3 separate regions of the Oncorhynchus mykiss genome follow, and regions 2 and 3 are each linked to region 1. The links are chromatin contacts, called in public Hi-C maps. All regions are on one chromosome and are shown on one strand. The core of a region is the stretch at or near the end of the contact, and the rest is flanking DNA. Distances in the headings are between cores, read along the strand shown.

What was found. A called contact is a pair of places that touch in the nucleus more often than the background predicts.
Region 2: a Hi-C map of liver shows a contact between it and region 1, with 6 times the contacts expected there. The contact joins the enhancer-like site here to the promoter of foxo3b in region 1. A contact is called at or near these places in 2 of 3 Hi-C or Micro-C datasets (blood and liver).
Region 3: a Hi-C map of blood shows a contact between it and region 1, with 9 times the contacts expected there. The contact joins the promoter of sesn1 here to the promoter of foxo3b in region 1. A contact is called at or near these places in 2 of 3 Hi-C or Micro-C datasets (blood and liver).

Annotation. Positions count from the first base shown.
Region 1 is chr4:26,881,543-26,884,242 of USDA_OmykA_1.1, reverse strand. It overlaps foxo3b (forkhead box protein O3B), which reads left to right and starts at 1,391. Exons shown (of 3, transcript XM_021600701.2): 1 at 1,391-2,700. The coding sequence starts at 2,398.
Region 2 is chr4:26,752,569-26,755,268 of USDA_OmykA_1.1, reverse strand. It overlaps sesn1 (sestrin-1), which reads right to left. Exons shown (of 10, transcript XM_021600702.2): 7 at 2,678-2,700; 8 at 2,256-2,446; 9 at 1,932-2,076; 10 at 1-1,766. The coding sequence ends at 1,680. It overlaps LOC110522364 (a long non-coding RNA gene), which reads left to right. Exons shown (of 2, transcript XR_002473299.2): 2 at 1-88. Among protein-coding and RNA genes, the nearest start is that of LOC110522364, 3.5 kb to the left of the region's middle. Within about 2 kb of position 1,383, at least 1 of the 11 cell types and tissues checked has an H3K27ac peak or open chromatin away from gene starts, as enhancers often do. A contact at or near this core is called in liver, where this site is marked.
Region 3 is chr4:26,684,832-26,687,531 of USDA_OmykA_1.1, reverse strand. sesn1 (sestrin-1) reads right to left here and starts at 1,390. Exons shown (of 10, transcript XM_021600702.2): 1 at 1,242-1,390; 2 at 94-405. The coding sequence starts at 372. cep57l1 (centrosomal protein CEP57L1) reads left to right here and starts at 1,921. Exons shown (of 11, transcript XM_021600708.2): 1 at 1,921-2,092. The coding sequence starts at 2,090.

The DNA.
Region 1 (2,700 bases), core at 142-2,641:
CAGCTATTCACAGGCACCTAACTGCTGGATCAGCCATTCCTCTTTATATAGTTGGGACAGGAGGAACAAAGAGGGACTGTGTGTGTGTGTCAGTGTGTTCTTGTGTTCGTTTTGTATGCATGTGTATCTATTTCCTTTGTGATCATAATAAATGAAATAGTGTGGATGTTTTCCATGTGAAATTCAAAGCCATAACTACACAAGTAATGCCTTGCAGGATGTGTGCGTGTTTTTTCTGAACTATTATATCGGATCGTTATTATCCAGTCATAATCAATACCAACCGTTCCAAGAATTCATTGATGAATACAGCGCAGTTCGCACAGGTGGAGCACGATAATTTCTGTACAGATTACAGAAATCGAGACCGCGTGTCCCTGCAAGGTGGACCGGCAATTTACACAACATCTTCTCTGGAACAAAGACGTATGTAGGCTGGCTACTGCTGATATTTTCGTACAGACAAGGAGGGAGGTGGTGGGGGAGGGAGATCACTCCGAAGTATCACTTTACAGAACGGAGAACTGTATAGGATTTTTCCCTTATCTCTTGATTATAACTGGAATGACGTCATATGTTTGAAGCGGTCGATCTGTTTTGAAAGGGGCGTGTTCTGCGAGCGCTGTCGAGATTGATTGGCACCCATGCTCACGGATTAAAGGGACAAGTGATAGACATTTTTAAAATTACTCAATTTGACTGAGAGACTTTCATTGACATATTTGATAGAATGCATGACATGTGCATGTCATGAACGAAGTGTAATACCCAATACAAGGAATATAAACACACCTGCTGGTATTTGCCTATGTTGTTACACATGTGTATGTCAGTTGTTACATTGTAATAGTGTGCTACAGAGGAAGTGGCAACAATAATATATGTCAACAATATGTATAAATGATTGTCCTAATGTAGCCTGTGTCATTAACTTATGAATTGTAAACATTTCCAGAAGGAGCAATACAATTATTTGGAATTAAATATGAATGTCCTCTGTCCAACTTTGAATATTCTTTGTGTTCTTATCAGTGTAAAAAAATATTTTGACGATCTGTCTGTCTATTTCTGTATCCTTCCACACACTGCTTGCCTTGACATGCCTGCGCGCCCCAACTGGAGGTTAGTGACGTCTTGATTGGGGAGAATGGGCTCGTGGTAATGGCTGGAGCGGAATTAGAATTGGTGGAATGGTATCAAATATCATACATGGTTTCCATGTGTTTGATGCCATTCCATTTGCTCCGTTCCAGCCGTTTTTATGAACCGTCCTCCCCTCAGCAGCATCCACTGCTTTAGTGCACACATGCTTAGGAGCAGTGTCTCTTTAAAGGGCGATCTCGTATACTGAATCCAGGGGGCTTGCCTTTTCAGTGGGGGTGGCAACGCTACTAGCCTATTGCTGCTGTTGCTGTATAACTTCGAGCTTGTTGAGGGCTGTCTTAAGACGGAATATGCTAAGCAGATAGGTTAGTGTTTATGTGTGCTGCTGGAGAGGTAGGCTACTGTAACTGAGAGTGAGGTGGCGTTTCGTTTTCCATACCAACTGTGCTGCGTGGTCAGTAGAGGCGACGTTGAACAGACAGATATAATTTTTGGTTATTCATTTCCTTTTCGTTTTTCTGTCGACACTGACAACAAACGCAGGTTTCCTGTCTGCAGTCTGGTAGTAGAAAGGACTTGGAAGCGAAAGGGAGTTTGTTCAAATGGCAGCAATGACAATTGGAATAGAACTATGCGGTAATTAATCGCTGGTGTTGCAGCCATCTAATTCACCATAGCGCGGTTATCCGTGGCAGCCCTGAAAGGGGGCTGCACTGTGTCCTGGCCACAGCTTCACTTTCACGGTGGCAATAGGTGTATTCAGTCATTTTGGATCAGTGCGGGATTTGATCTTGAACGTGCAAGGAAGGAACGCGTAACCGCTTATTGATGAACGAACCCGTGGTACACCGTTTATAATTTACTCGTGAACCGAACTGTACACACTATACTGTTATTATTACCATTGCTCCAGTCGAGGAGAAATACCATGAATATGCAGCAACCCGTTTTGAACTGTTGCGATTGTCAAACGTGAAGTAGCTGTGGCTTGTTTTTTGAGCCAAGGAGAATAGCCATAGTTTACCAGTTATGGTGTTAATACATTTATAATAGTCCACGACATTCTACGTTTTAAATCCACCCTGAACAGCATATTGATGCTCTTTTTTTAATACGGAGGATTTAATTTATAATTTCGCGCTGAGTTTGCAGTGACCCTTGGGGACTGCTGGTCTGGAATAGCAACAAAGGACGGGGGCGTGCTTTCATGGAATGCAACTTTGACAGCTCTCCACTACTTATCTACTGACTTTATCAGCGGGCAACGGGGACGAACTAGTAATTGAAGGAGAGATGGCCGAGATCCCAACTCCCAGTCCTTTCCATGAGTTGGACGTGGCCATAGACCCAGACTTCGAGCCACAAAAACGGCCAAGATCGTGCACCTGGCCGTTGCCCCGACCCGAGTCCAATGCGGGGAAACCAGAAAGCAACGACACTGACATTATACCCGAAGAAGAGGATGATGAAGAGGAACAACATGCCACTTCCATGGCCATCAACGTCAATGGCACCAGCTCCAGCGTGGGAGCAGACCACCAGAACAGCAACAGCCCTACGGCCGAAGGACTGCTGTCTGGACAGGAGAACGGAGGC
Region 2 (2,700 bases), core at 134-2,633, 130 kb after region 1:
TACACTTCCTCTCACAACCACCCCCAAATAATGTACCATTCCATAATCATCCTCATCTTCCTCCTCCTCTTAACGTGAAACAATCATTCAACTGTCCAACTGTATCAATCCACCCTCAGTAGAATGCAGTACTTTACTGTTATTAGTCAACAAAAATAAAAGGGTGGAGTCTACCCCTCGTTTAAAAAAAACTGTGTTTGCACTGGTTAGGCTCCCACAGAGGGAACAAGCACATCTATGACCGACTGCAGTCGGACCGTATCGATCACAGTCGGTCCAATGAGGACCAACTGGGCTCCCTACGAATGAAAGCCAAGCGACCCAGAATGATAAAGAGTCATTCTGCTCGCCAAAGAGCACTTCTTAATGCGATAGAAAAGAAAACAGAAGAGGTATTTATTTACTGGTACAATTCACAATACCCAAAGCTTTGAAAGTGTTAGGATGCCCAGGCCAGGGTCAAAGGTCGAGGGTGAGCGGAAGACAGACAGGTGAGGTCATTGTTATGACAACCGGAAGCCAATCCCCTTGGAAGACCATTTTGTTTTAGCTTTCATGTTCTTTTTCTTACAGGACAAAGCTTTTTACCAGAAACAAAACACTGTAACAGTCACCACATGGAAAGAGCTACAGCAGAGGCAAGAAGTTTCACACTTCAAATGACCTCGCTTTCTTCCTGGTTTTTTGTTGCTTGAAATTTCAACACACTTTTTTCCTTTATATTTTCTGTAAAACACATGGAGTTACACACACATCCACACATGATATTTGTCACTGACATCAGTCTCTCATACAGAATGGGTTCATCATACGTACAGTCAAACTAAATAGGGCTCAGACAGTGTTATTTTTTAGTTTTTCCAACACCTCTCCGCTTTCACACACTTCTTGGGTTAGCTTACACAAACAGTTTCAGGGTGGGGGGTATGGGGAAGGGGGGGGGGGGGGGGGTAATGCTGTGGGTTTATGATGGATAGGGTTCTTAGGGGTGGGAGGGAGGATTGGGGGGGGGGGTCAATATGACCCCTTGCTTACATGAGCAGCAGTATCAGGCAGCACCTCTACACACTATACTGTGGTGTATGACATAACCAGGCACACCAACACACAGGCCAAATAATGCTTCCATCATCTCCAGTTACCGCAACAACAACCACATGATGATAACAACTTCTCTTAATACAAAAAGACTAAAGCAAAAAACAGTGGCTACATTATCAAGTGCAGACTGATGAACTGCTTTGCTTTCTGGAGATTTGCTGTGGGTTTTCACACTATATGGAGATTCTATTGACATCATCCACTGAGGTGTATTAGAATACTGGAAGGGTGGCCTGTGTCATCTGTTTCTTTTCCTCTGGCCCAGCAGAGTGTCTGCTCCAGGCTGCCTCCTCATGGTGAGTTTTGGCACTGCAGGTAAAGAGGACAGCTTATCTTTCCACAAGTAGGTTGAGATGACTTTTCTTTTTGCAGTTCTTTTTTTTCATTCTTTCATTTGCTTTTTTTTTGTTCTGTTCATTTTTCTTTCCACATCACGAGGACGAGCTTCGTCACGACAGACAGGGTTACCTTTCATCTTTTTCATTTTCTGTTTTCACCCCTTGGTTTATTTCTTCTGAAGTGTCCCACGAGAGCAAAGACAATGACAGCAAAAAACAATGATAAACGCCAAAAGCATTTCATGTCATGTAGCGGGTGATCGCTCTCAGAGCGTAGAGCAGTTCTGCCTGCATGCGCGCTTCCATAAGAAGCAGATTGACATGGACCTGGAAGAGTGAGGGAGAAAGAGAGAGTAGAACGCATTACAAAACTGCTCCACAACATTACTCCAGTCACACAGATCAACAACTAGGAGAGGAAACTATATAGAAATGTTAAATGCTAACAGAAACCCATGGAATAAGAAATAAAATAGAAAGTTGTCCCCTCACCTTCTCGGAGTGCTGGAACTGTCTCCAGAAGCTCTCATACATTCGTTTGGTGGTTTTCTCCGGGCTGCACACCATGGTCTTAATGTAGACCTTAAAGCTGCGGTCCAACAGCTGGTTAATCTCCCCGTAGTCATAGTCATCATACCTGAGACATAGATATTTCTTTACTAATAACTACATTACTGTACGAAATTACTGCACTTTGTCAATGTATTAAACACGTGATAACATTCTTCTTTTGACTGAATCTAGCATATTACATCATGAAATATGTACATTTACATGAGTAGATTTGTGTTTGTATAGAGCCAGTGAGTGACGTACCTGATGCCGAACATGCAGTGGATGTAGTTCCAGATAGCCCTGCGCAGCATGGTGGTGTCCACGTCTTTGTGCATGGCCATGGTGTTGTAGGTCAGGTTGTAGGCCATCTGGAACTTCTCATCCAGCAGCTGACCAACGTCAGGGTACAGACGGTTCACCAGGGAGTAGCCGTGGTCCTCCCAACTGTAGTCCTGAAGAGAGGAAAGCAAGGAGTTAATCAGAATGTCTGGATATCAATTGATCAATCAGATAGATAGTCCATATGGTAACATTTAGAAAATGTTGGTAACATGGTAACATTTAGAAAATGTAATCTTGAAGTTATTGAGAAAAAAAAAACCTCTTCACTTTCTCTCTCCTTTTCTTTCTTTCTGGCTCTCCCTGAACGGGTGTGTGTGTGTACACACACGTGTATTATATACCTGCACTCTGAAGGTGGGTACAT
Region 3 (2,700 bases), core at 141-2,640, 200 kb after region 1:
TGGGATTAGAAACTCTGTGTTAGTGGTACAGCCACTGCCGTATAATATCAGACAGCACCACATCTGTCGACCTCGCGATGCGTGTTCTCCTACCTGAACGTTCTGCAGCAGCCAAACACATCGCTCTCTGACGTCATCGAAAGGGCACCGCTTGGACAGCATGAGTAGACGGGCCAGGATGTCGTTCAGGTCGCTGGTGGGGTGCCCTGCAGTAGCTACAGGCGAGGGGACGGTGGCTGGTATCGGCCCTATACTCTCCACTCTCTGCATCACCTCCTGGCTGATGTGCTCCATTGCTGTGCCTCTGGATCTCGGGTCACGGCTGCCCAGAGCCTCCCATCTGGCTGTGGCATCCTGATCCTGGATGTCCATCTTATTCTGATTATCTTGATTTCTCGTGGCAGGCTATAATATGAAGTGCATGAAATACCAACCGTTTGCTGTCAAATACTCAGATGCTAAAATCTTTATATACACCCTACGTTAGCATCCCCCAAATGCATTCAATAGACCGTACAACTACAAATATTTATGAAAATTCTAAAACAATGTCAGTCAACTTCAACAATGCAGCTAGAGAGTTGACATTGATAATGCAAATGAGAAACAAAATAATTTGACTGGATAAAAAGGACATTGTATGTATTGCCAAGATGCTTCTGTGTGTGTGTGTGTGACCAGTGAAAGGGAACGGACAAAAAAACATGCGGGCGTATCAATGGACAATGCAGACAACTTTTCTTCCCTTCCAACCTGTACGGAGAACACTGAGAAAACCAGTCGTTTGTTTACCAGAAAGTTACTGCCAACAAAGAAAGCCTAGTTGTACAGTACTGCTGCTGAGAACAACAAGCTAGCTGTAGCTACAACGCTAGTTAGCCGTTTTGCAGTCCGTTGGCAGCTAGTAATGTTGTTCAACATGCAAAAATAAAAACATGTTTCCTATGTACTTCCAAAATGTTTGGCACTGATCTGACAGTATCCACATCCATTGCACTTTGTTTTTGTAGTCTCATTATCTAGTTATAGATGTGTGGTATCTGGTTTACAAGGCAGGTTTGGTTAGCTAGCCAAAATGCCCATTCAATCTTTTCTCGCCCTCTCTGTCTTAAGCCTTTTAACAGTAGCTAGCTGGTTACAAAACAGGAATATTGTACAAATATCTATAGCACAACGGCAGTTATATACCCTCATTTTTCAGTACATTTTACAAACGAAGGGTGTCATTCACAAATACTTACTTGATTCACATTATTTTGCACAGATCTTGCAGCCGTAGGAAGTCTTGAGTCTGCACTGAAATACGGAGGCAGATTTCATTATACAGAGCAACAACTTGAGTTGACAGTTGATTGGAAAGACTCATGTCCAATGGTCTACTGCATAATACAAAGAAGGAGGATCTATGCAGATCTTCACCAATAGGTATGGTGTACGGCGTGCCCATAACCACGACAGGGGAAACATGGGAGTTTGATTATTTTTGCAATCTGACCCACATAAAAAACGGGAATGAACAGGTATTAAAAAATACACTTCCCAGCAGACATAGTGATTGTTGTTGCGCAGAGCCCCCCCTTCCCCTTGTTTATCATAAATGTAAATTAACAACATTTTTAGAAGTGAACACATCCCCCACTTTGCTTTTACACAGACAAGCAATTCAAAACCTCAGGTGACACAGACATTTAAATACTATTTGCAACAGTGCCACCATTACAACTCTTTGAATATAGAAATGTGTATTTTTATATATGAAAATATAGTGCCATTCACAAGAGTAAGGAGAGAATGCCATCATCGTTTGAGGTTTTTGCCATAATTTGGACTAAACATCCAGCCAGGGTGTCTGTGATGGGGAGATTACCACAGTGGGACGTGGGAAAACTGCTGTCTCATTCAAGACTGTCACCAGGTGGCTAGTGCCAGACAGGCACATGCTATTCCGTTCCTTTATAAACGTACCACAAAGCTCTGAAAACCCATACGTGTGCATGTGAAGAAATCTGCGCATTCATCTGCATCTCATCATCGTCATCATCATCATCTGCCAACAGGCTGCCTGCCTCTCAGCTTTGACAGCTTTCTGATGGTATGAAAATATAATTTTCCGACTAATATTCTCCATGACCAAATATTTTGCATAATTTGGTTGAAGGGCCACTTCAATCAATTGAATCATTGGTTCAGACTTTTAAATCTTGTTAGACTGATAAATTCATACATTTAAGTTATGCTCCGGTTCCAAGCGCATTTGATTAATATATTATACTGGGTCTGCATTACAGTATTATTTTATCCCTACATCTGTTGTAGCAGACAATCTTTTGAGTGGATAGTGCCTAGAATAAACTGTGCGCAGAGAACCCACTGCGCAGGCTGAACCAGAGAGCGGTAAAAGGAAGAGTGTAGGAGGGAAATGTTCATTGTAAGAACTGCCTGCTGTCATCGTTTGGAAGTTTAGCCATCCAAAGTCAACAAATCGGAACCAGATAAATAATACATGTCATATATTTGTATTTTATTTCGAGGGTATTTTTTCTACCATTACATATGGAGGCTTATCAAGATCAGGTGAGACAATTTCATAGCTAAGTTAGCAAAATAACTCTAGACATGCTTCGTGTTAGCTAACGTTAGTTAGTCAACACATAGCTAGCTGGCAAGCTATCCTTCCTCGTAACTAACGTTAGCTAGCTA